Linked DNA regions of Sus scrofa: region 2 is linked to region 1. A link is a contact called in public Hi-C data. All regions are on one chromosome and are shown on one strand. Each heading gives the region's core, a stretch centred on a gene start, on an enhancer-like site or on the middle of the called end of the contact. The rest is flanking DNA. Distances are from core to core; before and after follow the strand shown.

Region 1 (6,326 bases), core at 2,707-5,206:
TACACCACAGCCACAGCAACGTCGGATCCAAGCTGCATCTGCAACCTACACCACAGCTCATGGCAACGTCACACCCTTAACCCACAGAGCGAGGCCAGGGATCGAACCCGCATCCTCATGGATACCAGTTGGATTCATTTCTGCTGCGCCACAGTGGGAACTCCTCTTTTTTAAAACAAACAAACAAATAAAACACCGCTGACCCTCTCCAGTCTCTCTCTTTCCTGGACACTTGTTGTAACACCAGGCAATAATCTCCTGTCATCTCCCCACCCATTCCCGTGACCCCATGGTAGTTGTTTCCTCAGCAAGGAGGAAACAGGAGGTCATTAAAGTCAGGAAAGAGCCTTAGACGCTGTTGTTGCCCCATGTTCTTGGGAACATAGTCAATTACTATTATTATTATTATTTTGTCTTTTTAAGCCTACACCACAGCCACAACCATGCTGGATCTGAGCCACATCAGCCACCTACACCACAGATCACCAGCAACGCTGGATCCTTAACCCACTGAGCGAGGCCAGGGATCAAACCTGCGTCCTCATGGATGCTAGTCAGATTCGTTACCACTGAGCCACGAGGGAAACTCCCATAGTACATTCTTAACAAATATTTATAGCAGATTGAGTAGACTAGTAGATTTTGGAAGGTCCAGACCACGGTGGGGACGAGCGTACCAAATCAGAAGTCAAGAAAGTGTTTTCATTGCCTCTAACCGTTTTCAGCAAAGGTCCCATCTAGACCTTAGCCTCCGTGGAAAAAGTGAGGCTGTGGGGGAAGGTCAGAGGGACTGAAGGCCGTGGAGGACAGTGGGGCGGTGACAATGTGTGAGGTTTAATCCTGGCACCAGATGACCCAGGCTGCAGAGCTGTGTCCCCATACTCGCCCTTAAAGAGGGGGCAGCTGCGCTGGGAGTGCTGGGCCAAAACGAGGTCAGGTCCGTCAAAGCCCGTGTGATTCACAGGCGAGCGCAGCTGGATGGACAGCAACTGTTGAGTCATGACAAACTGCAGACACAACCAACCTACCTGCTGGGAAGAGAATTTGGGATAAACGAGAACTTCAAAAAAGTTTCTGCCTGGAAACCGAAGAGGTAACCATGGCAACTGGGAGGCAGGCTGAGCGGAGAGAGGGCTCTTCATCTTGAGCAGGGAGCTTTGCGCTCTCGGATCTGTGCGCTGTGCATCCCTTTGTCTCCTTCGCTTTCTTTATCAAACGAAAAAGTCCTTGCTCAGGAATCTGGAGATTGGGCCCAGGGTTCAGCTGTTTTCAGCTCCAGTGCACTTAACTAAGGGCGCCTTAGGCTCTGCTGTTTTGTTGTCTGCAGAATGGAAATGTAAAAGCCAATTCACAGAAAGGACAGGAAGGTTTGAGGAGGTTGTCTGCCTAATCACCATTATTGTTGCCAGGGGCCAGGTCCAACCTGGTGCCACTGAGGGTAAAACCCGAGGTTCATTCCAGCCACAAACTCGCTTTTCTCACTAGAAGAAAAGCTGTCCCCAGCACTACCCATGGCCCCACTTGGCAGCTGCATAATGAAAGTGTGCGCTGGGGCATGAGCAGCATCAGGTGAAAAAACAACCCTCAGCTCAGCTGACAAACTCCTCCGGGTGGAACGTCCTGCTGATGGGGCGGCCGGGTGGGGGCGAGGGACTGTGCTGGAAGCCAATGTTCAAACGGCATCCTTCCGCTGCCCCCCTCCCAACCCTGGTCCATCTCCCTGCCCCATACTGGTCCAGCCCTGGACTTGTGAGAAAAGCAGCATAAGAGCCAAGGTGGGCGAGATGGGATGCAGGTTGGATGCTGGCATTGGAAAGGGCACTGGCTGCCAACATGTGCGCTGCTGCTGCACCTGCCCCCGTGCTCCGCTAACCAATGCACCGACCTTCTGGGAGGCTGGGGAGGCTTCAACTCTGGCTGCTCAGAGCGCATTTGGTTTGGATTAACTGGTTCCTCTTCTGCCCGCCCTGGCTTAACAAGGGGGCCTGCTTTGGCAGAACATGCTGCACGCTGTTGCCATGGGGGCTTCTTTGGCTCCAGCAGTGCCTCAGTGATGGTCCCACAGACCTTCCTCCCCTCTTCCCCCTCCGGGTGCTTCCCCTTCCCTTCCCTGACCAGCTTTTCTGGGCCTCCGCCCTGGGCCCTCTCACTCGGGTGGAACCTCTTCTCTGCTGTTTGCACTCTTTTCTGACTCGTTTCCAGGCCTCGCTGAGGAGTAGCAACTCTGAAATGCCCCTTGTGAAAAACACTTCGACTCCAAGAGTCACAAAAACACGCTCCCTTTCCTTATTGTCTAGCAGGCCCAGTATCCCTATTACGTAAACCTGAGAGCTGAGGTACACTGAGTGCCGACTACAAGCCAAGCACTGTGCCAAGCACCGTACAGGTGTGGTGGCAGGGGCCGGGGTGCGTTTTCCAGATCCGTTTGGGATCAGGCCCTCGTTCCCCAGGGTGCTGTCTGCTGTAGGCTCCCAGCAGTCTCTCTCCAGGAGCTGCTCTTGGCAGAGGGAACGGCCTTGTTTAAGATTACGCCAGCCTGGAGTTCCCATCGTGACGCAGCGGAAACGAATCTGACCAGGAGCCATGAGTTTGCGGGCTTGATCCCTGGCCTTGCTCAGTGGGTTAAGGGTCTGGCGTTGCTGTGAGCTGTGGTGTAGGTCGCAGACGCGGCTCAGATCCAGCATGGCTGTGGCTGTGGTGTAGGCCGGCAGCTGTAGCTCTGATTGGATCCCTAGCCTGGGAACCTCCATATGCCAAGGGTGCAGCCCTAAAAAAAAAAAAAAAAAAAAAAAAAAAAGAAAGAAAGAAAAAAAAATTAGGCTGTCCAGTGAACAGCTGATGTGGGACGCAAGGCCGCCCCTTGCTTCACTGCAGCGACTGCTCTGAAGGGCCATCCCACTCCAGAGCATCCCTTGGGACCAGCTTCAGCATCCGTTCCCCCCTCTGCCCAACCCTGCTTCCCTCACACCCTCTTAGTTCCGAGAACTCTCCCCAGCCAGCCTCTGCCTCAGAGGAACTATGTTCCTTGTTTCCTGGGGAACTCCAAGTACAACTTAAATTTATCTAGTTCTCACAACTTTATGAAATAAATGCATCACGTTTTCATCTTAGAGGCGAGGAAATGGAGACATGAAAAGGTTGAGAAGCTTGTCCCGGGTCTCCCACCAGTAAACAGCAGAGCCCAGATTTGAAAGTGAGAAATCCATCTCCAGATCACACACACTTAACCTCACCTGCAGCCTCTTAATTGCAATCCCAAAGGCATGTGAGGAGCCTTGGGGAGGCTGTGATGCCGTTATGAGAACGTGAGGAGAGAAGCAGGGCATCCATTACCTTTATCTCAGAGATGAGGGCGCTGAACTAACTAGCAAATACTTAAAAGTTGCGTTCATCAGTTACAAAGGTGTTGGGATTCTCAGCTGGGAAAGGGCAGTAGAGAAAAGTGTGGTAAATTCATATTTGAATTCTGGCAAAACCTTGTGTGACTTTCAGCAAGGGGTTTAACTCAAGTTTTAGCGAAAGGGATTGGGACTTAGCAGTTGCTCAATAAAGCCGCCTCCCGCCCCCCGGCCCACGGGGGGAGTTGTCTATTTCTAACTCTGATCTTGGGCACGTCTTTTTAACTTTCTGACTCGGTTTCTTCATTTCTAAAATGGCGGTGATGATGTAAAGGGCTTCCTGGGCTGACCCGTGGCCATCTGGGTAGAAGCACAAGAAATGTAAGGCACCAGCATAATATGCTGTCTTGCACCCTGTGCTCTGCTCCGTGGAGCCCTAACAAGCTCAGGCTCAGGCTGTGACCCACACTTCGCTTACCTCCCCAACCCGCCACCCCCACGCAAATCCTCCTGGCACCGCTGAGTTGGTTTCCTGCTTTTACTAACGGCCGACAGGGTTTTTTCCTACCTAACTGGGTGCGAGCGCGTCTCGACAACGTGCGACTTCTCTGCCGCGCCTCCCTCCCCACGCCGCCGTCCGCCCGGAGGAGGGGGCAGCCCCGTGAGCACCCCTGCGGTGCGAGAGTTGCACGAGGGTAGCAGGGTAGCGGCGCATCCTAGGCTCCGCGCCCCGCCCCTTCGAGCCCCCGGCCCCGCCTCCGTCTTCGCCCGCGCTCAGGACGGCTCTCCGATTGGTCGGCGGCTCTCAGCCCCGCTCCGCCCCCTCCAAGGGAATAAAAGCCGCTGGCTCAGTGAGGTTCCCCTTGATAAACGCAGTCTGCATAGAGGCGCTAGCTGCTGCCGCTGTTCTGCCTCCCTGGGTTCTGCGGTGTCCCCAGGAGCCCGCCACCATCCTCTCCACGACGTGCTGCCCTGCATCAGCAGCCATGTGCCGGACCCTGGCTGCCTTCCCCACCACCTGCCTGGAGAGGTAAGAGGAGCTTGTCCAGCTGCCTGGAGAAAGAAGTCCAAGTCCCATCAACCTTAGGAAGCGGAGCGGCAGCCTTGGGGACCTGGGTGGGCAGGAGCATGGGACGCTAGTAACTTGAAAGGTGGAGGTCAACTTGGTTCCGCGTTCACAGATGCCTCCCTTAGAGTCTAAGAGGAGGATGGACCACCAGAAGGGAGAAGGCGAATTAAAGGGAAGCAGAGGGTCCGCTGCTTATTGGCATTCCCCATCCTCTGACACAAGTTGCAGTTCTACCTGGCTGACCTGCTGAAGTCTCGGCTGCAGGAAGACCTGGTGTTGGCATCACCAGGCAGAACTGTCTTCCCTGGTTTCTTAAGCACTTGGTTTTCGTTTTAAAGCCCAGAGCTAGGGCCCTGGCCTCCTCAGGTGCTGGGAAGGCAGGGAAGTGTTTTTCAGCGTCCCCCCCTTCCCCCCACCTGGTGAGAGATGTGCCCACTTCCCAGGGGACTTCTCAGCCTCACCAATCTTTGCTGAAGCTGGAGGCTGGAAAAGAAAAAGTAAAGATGAAGGTAGAAATCAACTTCCACACAGTTCTAGAAATATTTGTAACAAGCCCAGAGTGTGCTGAACTGCCTTCTGCTCATCAGCTGGCACAAAGATAGATTGGTGTGACTTAATGCCAAAAAGCCCATGAATACAGCTGTATTGTAGACCCAGAAAGTATAAGACCTATGGAGGCACAGCTCAAAGACTGCTTTCATTGTTTCTGGGTTCATGATACTGATGAGAGAAGCAACGTTTATGCCCTGGGAATAGCCAAGTGTCCCAGGAAGCTTTGGGGGGGCGCCAGCATGAGCTCTCCTGGGACCCCCTCAATCTCTCTGCCCTGGCCAAGCAACCGGAGATTCCTCACATGCTCATGCGTTGTCTTCCAGAGCCAAAGAGTTCAAGACCCGGCTGGGGATCTTTCTTCACAAGTCAGAGCTGGGCTCCGATCCCGCGAGTGTTGGCAAATTCGAGTGGGGCAGTAAACACAGCAAAGACGGGTGAGTCCTGCCGGCCGGCCTGGGGCCCCTGGAGAAGGAAATACAAGGAGAAATTAGGACATGTCAGGGTGGACTGTGATGACCCCTGTAATGATTGCTGGTCTGCGGTGGCTCCCTGGCTCATGGGTGACCGGGTGGGTGGCTCAAGGCTTTGAAGTCCACCAACAGACAAATCTACCCAGGGCCAGCATGTCTAGTCACTGGACTCTCCCACCTGGAGATGTTATTGAACATGCAGCCACGGCTGGGGCGGGGGCAGGACCACCGGAGGGCTTTTCATCAATGGCTCTACTTCCGGTAGCATGCACTTTGCCTGGAAGCCCTTGTATATTGACCAGCAACTGTGCCAGGCCCTGGGTTTATGGGTAGACGTTGTCTCTATTCATGAGGCCCTATGGCCTTGAGGAAGCGGTCAAAACAAGCTCAGAGAGTCAGGGGAATAGAAAAACTTTTGGACAGTGAAGACACGGTCTCAGATATTTACTGAGGCCCAAGAGGTCCCTGCTTTGGCTTCTGGTTACTGAGCTGTCCTCTAGAAAACACAACTGTTTGTCTTAACCCCAACCAAGCATTTGAGGAGTCAGCTCCACTAATCACCACGCCAGCATCTGTGGGAATTAGACAGCTTCCATCACAGTTCTGGCTAGGATTTGTGCTATGCATTAGTTTGTTGATTTTTTGAAAAGTAAAATCTTGCCTTTTTTTTTTTTTTTTAAGCCGAAACTTCTCAGAAGACGTGCTGGGATGGAGAGAGTCATTTGACTTGTTGCTGAGCAGTAAAAGTGAGTGGGACCCTGTTGTGTTGTGTCTGTCTGTGGAGGGCACATGTGAGCCCATGTGTGGTGGAGTCAGCCTGCAGGATGCTGAAGGCGTGGGCACAATAATAGTAGTAGTAGCAATAATAACAATCCCCTAGTGTGCCAGCCTCTACGC
Region 2 (6,326 bases), core at 1,618-4,117, 61 kb before region 1:
CTGCTGTGAATGGGGGTGGTGGTCCCTGGTTCTGCTCGGCCCCAAGTTCACAAAGGCCCTTGGCCTGGGCTTCCCCCTCCTCTGGGGATTCATCCCACAATTGAGAGACAAGGAGGCTCGGGTACTCCAAAGAGGGATTTCTAGAGACCCTTAGAGCCGTCAAGGACTTCGATTTCCCCACTTCTGGGCAAGCAGGTGTAGGCACGGTTGGGACAAAGATTAAGGAAACGTCCTTGCTGTCGGGGGACACAGCCCTAGCTCAGTCTCCCGGAGATGAGGCTTTACACCAAGTCTAACTAATTTTGCCCCCCAGTTTTAACAAAGCAATCTTATAATTGGATTAATTACAGTGATATTGGAGAAGGTATTTTTTTCCAAAGCCTTTGTGAAATGTTCCAGGTAATATCAAAATAATTTAACCTGCATAGATGGTGTTGGGGCCTTCTCTGTCTAAATGAGGCTTCTTTGAAAATGGCTTCTCTGCTTGGTGGCAGAGGTCCCCAGGGGGACCCTGCATGGATAGGTTGTTCTCTCCACGTGTTTCTTCCCATCAGTTTTGTCCACAGGAACAAAGGGTTTGAAGCACTGAGCGCCCTCCCCCTCCAGAACCCTCCCCCCCCCCCCCGCTACCCTTCTGGCTTCCCATCAGAAACAGGCAGTGCCCAGGCTGCGGAAGGTCAGGCAGCCTCCAGATGGGCAGGGCAGAGTGACTTGCTTATTCATTTCTTCACCCCATGCCTGCAATCCCCGCAAAGGAGCAAACCTGAGCAGTGACAGGGCCTGACAAGCCTCCCTTGGAGTTCTCTTAACCTTCCGCCCGCTCACGCCCTCCCAGCTTCACTTGGAGGGAGCTGAGAAGCAGAAGAGCAGCCAATCAAATGATGCTGGACCGAGTGCTGACCCATCCACCCCCACCCAGGGCCGGCTGGTCACTTGGGCCCCACTTGAGTAAGACACAGAGGACAGTAATTTTCAGCTTGCCCCACCTGGGCTTTCTTCCCCTGGGGGCCTGCGTCCCATGTCACCCTTGCTGATCCATGGTTGGGGAAGCAGGAACTCCTGACCAACAGGCTGCGAGGTGAAGCCCCCCGACAGCTGGTCCCCATCCACCCTGGGTTGGTCCCTTGCTCAGGATGAGCAGACGGTTGTGGGGAACAGGGGGTCGTGTGTGGGGAGGTGTTCTATTGGCAGGAAATTGTCTACGAGGACTCGTAGTGCAGTCAGATAAGAGAGGGCGGCCCCCTCTTACAGCAGATTCTTTGATTTTAGGTGAGAGGACGTGAAAGGGTAAATCCCGCGCCCCACAGGCTAATCTCCCGCCCTGACGTCCCTGCACGCCAGCCAGAGGGTCACCCGTAAGCCGGTGCCTGTATGGCCGCTTTACTGATGCCACGCAGGTAACTGATGCTAACCTGTCTTCTTACCTCTGCCCCTTTCTTCTTCCCACTGCCTTCCTGCTGCCCCCGCTGCCCCCGCCGCCAGTTGGAGCCTGCCTGAAGCCTTCCAACCCTGCGGTGGACCGCCACTGGCATCCATCCCCCAGGCCGCCTGTGTGGACTGCGCTGTCCTTCCCTGGGGGCTTCTCGCAAAGTTGGGGCCTTGCCAGCAGAGCTGGCCTCAGCACCAAGCCCTCCCCCACACTGGCAGGATTTATGGGGTGGGCCCCTGCATGAGCTTGTATTGAACCCTGTAGGGGTCTCTATGAGGTACGGGGATAGAGAAGAAAGATGAGGACAAGCCCAGTTTTTTCTTTTTTAAAGTCAACTTAACCTTTGACTCTGGCTTCTGCTCCGGTTCTTTCAGACCTCACTAAAAGGTTAAGTCTCAGCTAGACAAGATGGAAAATCAGAACTCTTTTGCCCCAAAGAATATCTTGTGGAAGATTTTGCAAACTATTTGGGAGACTCACGTTGTCTTGGTAACAAGGAGCACCCTTTACACCGGCCCCTGCTAAACGTTATTAGACAGTTGGTGTGGATTTGCCATTGTTTGGAAATCCTCTTAATTGCTCTTAGGGGCATCGACCTGATTGTTCAGTGACTGATGTTTCTGAGGCACCGAGGAATGAACTGGCTCATTCTAAGTTGGGGTTCTCTGATGTTTCTGAGGCACCGAGGAATGAACTGGCTCATTCTAAGTTGGGGTTCTGAGCAGGACCTGCACTTGAATTCATGGAAGGTGATGACTCAAGGGCCCTGAATCGTGGCTTGCATGGCCTGGCACTGGGGTGCCCTCTGACTTGTAAGAGTGAGTGGACGTAAAGTGGACATCAGAGAACAGCTGTAGCCAGTGTTTTGAAAAGCCAGAAAATCGATGGCTTCACAGGGTGTCTGGCTGAGATGAGAGGTGGGAGCACAGGACGGGCAGGCGAGGAGGTATTTCTGAGAACTTGGATGTTCTGGCCTTAAAAGGCTCCTCGGAGATGGACTGTGGAATACACGTGTTGTCCATCCCCGCCAAACGTGATACCATCCCCAGGCACTGCTGGATAAGATTTCTGTGAACGATGACCAGGGTCAGGGATGAAAACCCATTTGAAATAAAAGAAAAGGCTTGCCTTGCATGACCGCTCACATCTCTGCTCAGACCCAGGATTTGTGAAAATGAGGAAGGGAAAGCCAGGCTGGAAAAACTTCCTTTCCACCAGGAGAATGACATCTTCTGGGACTAGTTCCATGGCAAATTGTGACCAGCGTGCATGCGGAAGTCCCCTCTAAGTCACTCTCAAGTCCTGATTATCCCCAAACCACCCCCCTTACCTTCTCCTTCCATCTGAGGAATTGCCATGGTTAAAGGTCAAGGGTCAGTAAAGTGATTCCACCAAGAGCCAGAGAGTAAATAGTTTCGACTTCATGGGCCATAGGGTCTGTGTTGCAACCACCCAACTCTGCCCTCGTGCTCGAAAGCAGCTTTAGACCACGTGTAAACAAACGAGGTGTGGTGTTCCAATAAAAATTTATTTACACAAACAGACATCTTGTGGGGCTGTAGTTTGCCAATCTCGGTTAAAGGTAAAAGGGGGTTATTCATGAGAGCCTGAAAGAGACGTTAGCATAATGTCTCATTGGGTCTGTAGTGTCTGGTCTTTAGGAAAATTAGAAAACATATGAGAAATTTAAGCATGCATGTTAAAATTTTAGATATGTTAATATACTAAAATATAAATAGATGTTTGAGAGCTTAGTTCAGTGAAAGAGCTGACCAAGGGCACCCCTGGTTCTTAATTGCTGATTGGACCCACTGTTCTCCTCCCCACCTGCAGGCATCAGTCTTTACTGGTCTGTAGCCGTTCGTGTGTATCCCCAGGTTCGTGGGCTGGGTAGGAAGAACCTGAGGTGGAATTGACCTGTTCTGAAGCCCTGGACTTTATCTGTGCCCTGAGATTCTATGACAGGCACCCCTGTATCACGCAAGCATCCCTCCACTACCCGTGTGGGTACCACAGGGGTTCTGCAATTGGGAGTTACTGCTGTTGCCGCGGCTGCCGCTTTGCCCTCCTAGTGGGAAAGCAAAATGTGGCTGGTTATTTTGTCATCTCTGTATTTCCTTTCCCCACAGAGAATCCTAATTTAGAAATACTTCCAAGCTAACGACCTTCATTGACTTACCATCAACTTGCATGTCAGCTTTAAAAAGCATTAAGCCTCTAGGGGTAGGGGACCTATTACTATTCCAGTAGTCAAGACAGGGAGTGAGTATCGCCCTTGAGCCTCTAGGTGTTTCTCCTTTTGCGCAGGAAATCTGCGGGGGCCACCTGGGGAAGGATGGGAGCCGGCAGGGCTGGCTCCTGCCACAGCAGCTCCAGGGGCCCTTTATGGGGCTGACAGCTATTATTTTGACAGTTCCGCATCCTTCTGCCCCTGTGCTTATTGCAGGAACAAAGGTATGAGGACTCGACTGGGATGCCTGTCTCACAAGTCCGACTCCTGTAGCGATTTCACCGCTATTCTTCCCGACAAACCCAACCGTGCTCTAAAGTGAGTAATATGGCCACGCAGCATTCCCAGGGTGCCAGCTGTGGGGTGGATGCCCACCGTGGGGCTATGTAACCTCGTCTTCTCTGGTAGATGGTTGAAGAGATGAGCTGTGTGACAAATTCCCCCCTCTTGGCAGCTTCTTTGGTATCTGTGAACATGAATGAAAGAATGTTATTTTCCTCTTCAAAGTGAATGGCATACCAGTCTCAGAATAGAGACCCTCCTTTTTATCCTGCGAAAACCACATCACGCACCACTCTTATAAAGCTGCTGTGAAGGATGCTTCTTGGCTCTACTTAGCTGTCAATTTGAGCTTCTCAGATGGGAAACACTCAAATCTACTCAAACATCTGCTTAGGTTCAGATAATATGGATTCAGTGCCTATACTGTGCAGGTCCTGTGTTCAGTGATGTCATAGATGGTATTCGTGCAACCCACACGAGTTCTGTCTTTATCCCCGTTACAGAGATGAGGAAAATAAGGTAAAGGGATGGAGTCGGGAGCTCAGCCTCACTCGTCGAACTTCAAGTCCAGTCAGTGTCTTTCCATTGTTACTGGGACACTTGAATTAATTAGCTAAACAGAAGCAGAGTTGGTTTACAGTGACATCTTTTTTTTTTTTTCGTCTTTTTGTCCTTTTTAGGGCTGCACTCTCGGCATATGGAGGTTCCCAAGCTAGGGGTCTAATCAGAGCTGTAGCTGCCGGCCTACACCACAGCCACAGCAACGCCAGATCTGAGCCACATCTGCAACCTACATACACCACAGCTCATGGCAACGCCAGATCCTTAACCCACTGAGCGAGGCCAGGGATCGAACCCACAACCTCATGGTTCCTAGTTGGATTCGTTTCCGCTGTGCCACAACGGGAACTCCCACAGTGACGTCTTTAAATTTTGCACTTTCTTAGTTTTGCTTTTTAGACTGAAAGCCAACATACAAAATTTACAGAATTCCAATCCTAAGATTTTTTTCCCATCAGTCACTTAAATGGTAGGCTCTGCAGTTTGTGACAGAACTGCAGAGATCTGGGTATGGTCTTCATTTGCTGTCTATTGTCTTGTTCTTCTGAGCAAACCGCAGAGGTAGCTGAAGGAGAGGAGGTCGTTTCAGAAATATTCAAGACAGATGTTTCTTTTTTCCTAGGAGACTATCCACAGAAGAAGCTACGAGGTGGGCAGATTCCTTTGATGTGCTTCTCTCCCATAAGTGTAAGTAGAATTCAGGTTTCATCATGTCTCAGCAAATCATCCATCTTGTAAAAGATGCAGCAAAATCCAGGTACTGTACCTGGCGTCCCAGAAAACTCCAGTCTCCGCCCTCTAGGGAGTTCCTGTCTAGGGGGCAGAGATAAGAAAACATAATTTAAATGCAGTGGGGAGATGGGCTTTATTTTCCGTTTTCTGAGCTATGGTCCCAAGACGCCTCTGTGTACTCAGCAACTTTAGCAAGAAAGAACTTGGCGTAGGGAGTTGGAGCCATGAGCTCAGTAGGAATGAACGTCCAGATTCCATCCAGTTCTTGTTTTATAAAATTAAATGACCTCCTTTGGAGACCCTGGAGAGCCTTGGGTTACTCATCAACCAAGTGAATATTCTGTGCATTTGGGTACTGACTTGAGTGGGCAGACTTTTGAGCTTTCTTGTCCCTCTTTATCTGGGGGGCTCTGTACCCTGGTTGTATTACACTCCTCAATGTCTGCTTGACTGCAGGTTTTATGAGAATACACCTCTGCTAGCCTTCCTCTTCCGCTTTCCCCCTCCTCATCTCGTTCGCCTTCTGTTTCCGTAAAAGTAGAAATGGTTGTGCATTTTGCAGTGTGGGAAGGGCGTTTTGATGGCAGCCAAAATTTTCGGCTCTTGTGGTTTTTTGCACCATAAGCAAGTCTGAGTTCACTGGGCTTTGAAATCCTAATTGTGTGAAATACTTGGGAGCGGGAGAGGAGGGTGAGGAAGGGAGAAGGGTCTTTTGAAGAGAAAAGGTTTTACGCAGACAGTCAGTGCTCCTCGTAAATTCATATTAGAAGTAAGTCCTGATGGATCTGGGAGCAGAAGGGCTGCGGGGGTAAGTTCAGAATATCTTTCCCACTTAATTGGGGGACACGATTTTGTATAACAAAGTGAAGGTCACTGACTAGTACTTAGCCTTGTGTTCTTGATTTTGACCCAGCTCAGCTCCCAGGTGGGGGATGGCCTTACTGGAGTCCCTAGGTCTTCAGGTGATGTCTTTAGAAGTGATTTTTACTTTCATCTGGCTGAGCGGTTTCCTCTAACCAGGCCCCTTGATCCTAATGCTAAATAACATACGCTTTGGAATAGATTTTTAAATGCAATGCAAAGTTTAAGAAT

Evidence for each region. A called contact is a pair of places that touch in the nucleus more often than the background predicts.
Region 2: a Hi-C map of liver shows a contact between it and region 1, with 2.9 times the contacts expected there. The contact joins the enhancer-like site here to the promoter of RGS16 in region 1. A contact is called at or near these places in 2 of 5 promoter capture datasets (fetal liver and liver), 8 of 47 Hi-C or Micro-C datasets (fetal liver, fibroblasts, liver and 1 more) and 1 of 2 datasets of contacts at active chromatin or transcription factors (skeletal muscle).

Annotation. Positions count from the first base shown.
Region 1 is chr9:123,916,749-123,923,074 of Sscrofa11.1, reverse strand. RGS16 (regulator of G-protein signaling 16) reads left to right here and starts at 3,956. Exons shown (of 5, transcript XM_021063763.1): 1 at 3,956-4,368; 2 at 5,283-5,393; 3 at 6,111-6,175. The coding sequence starts at 4,325. It overlaps LOC110255525 (a long non-coding RNA gene), which reads right to left. Exons shown (of 2, transcript XR_002335963.1): 2 at 4,934-5,421. LOC110255524 (a long non-coding RNA gene) reads right to left here and starts at 3,991. Exons shown (of 4, transcript XR_002335961.1): 1 at 3,907-3,991; 2 at 1,029-1,321.
Region 2 is chr9:123,976,207-123,982,532 of Sscrofa11.1, reverse strand. It overlaps RGS8 (regulator of G-protein signaling 8), which reads left to right. Exons shown (of 10, transcript XM_021063775.1): 7 at 3,876-3,977; 8 at 5,125-5,189. Among named protein-coding and RNA genes, the nearest start is that of RGS16, 60 kb to the right of the region's middle. Within about 2 kb of position 2,867, at least 2 of the 83 cell types and tissues checked have an H3K27ac peak or open chromatin away from gene starts, as enhancers often do. A contact at or near this core is called in fetal liver and liver, where this site is marked.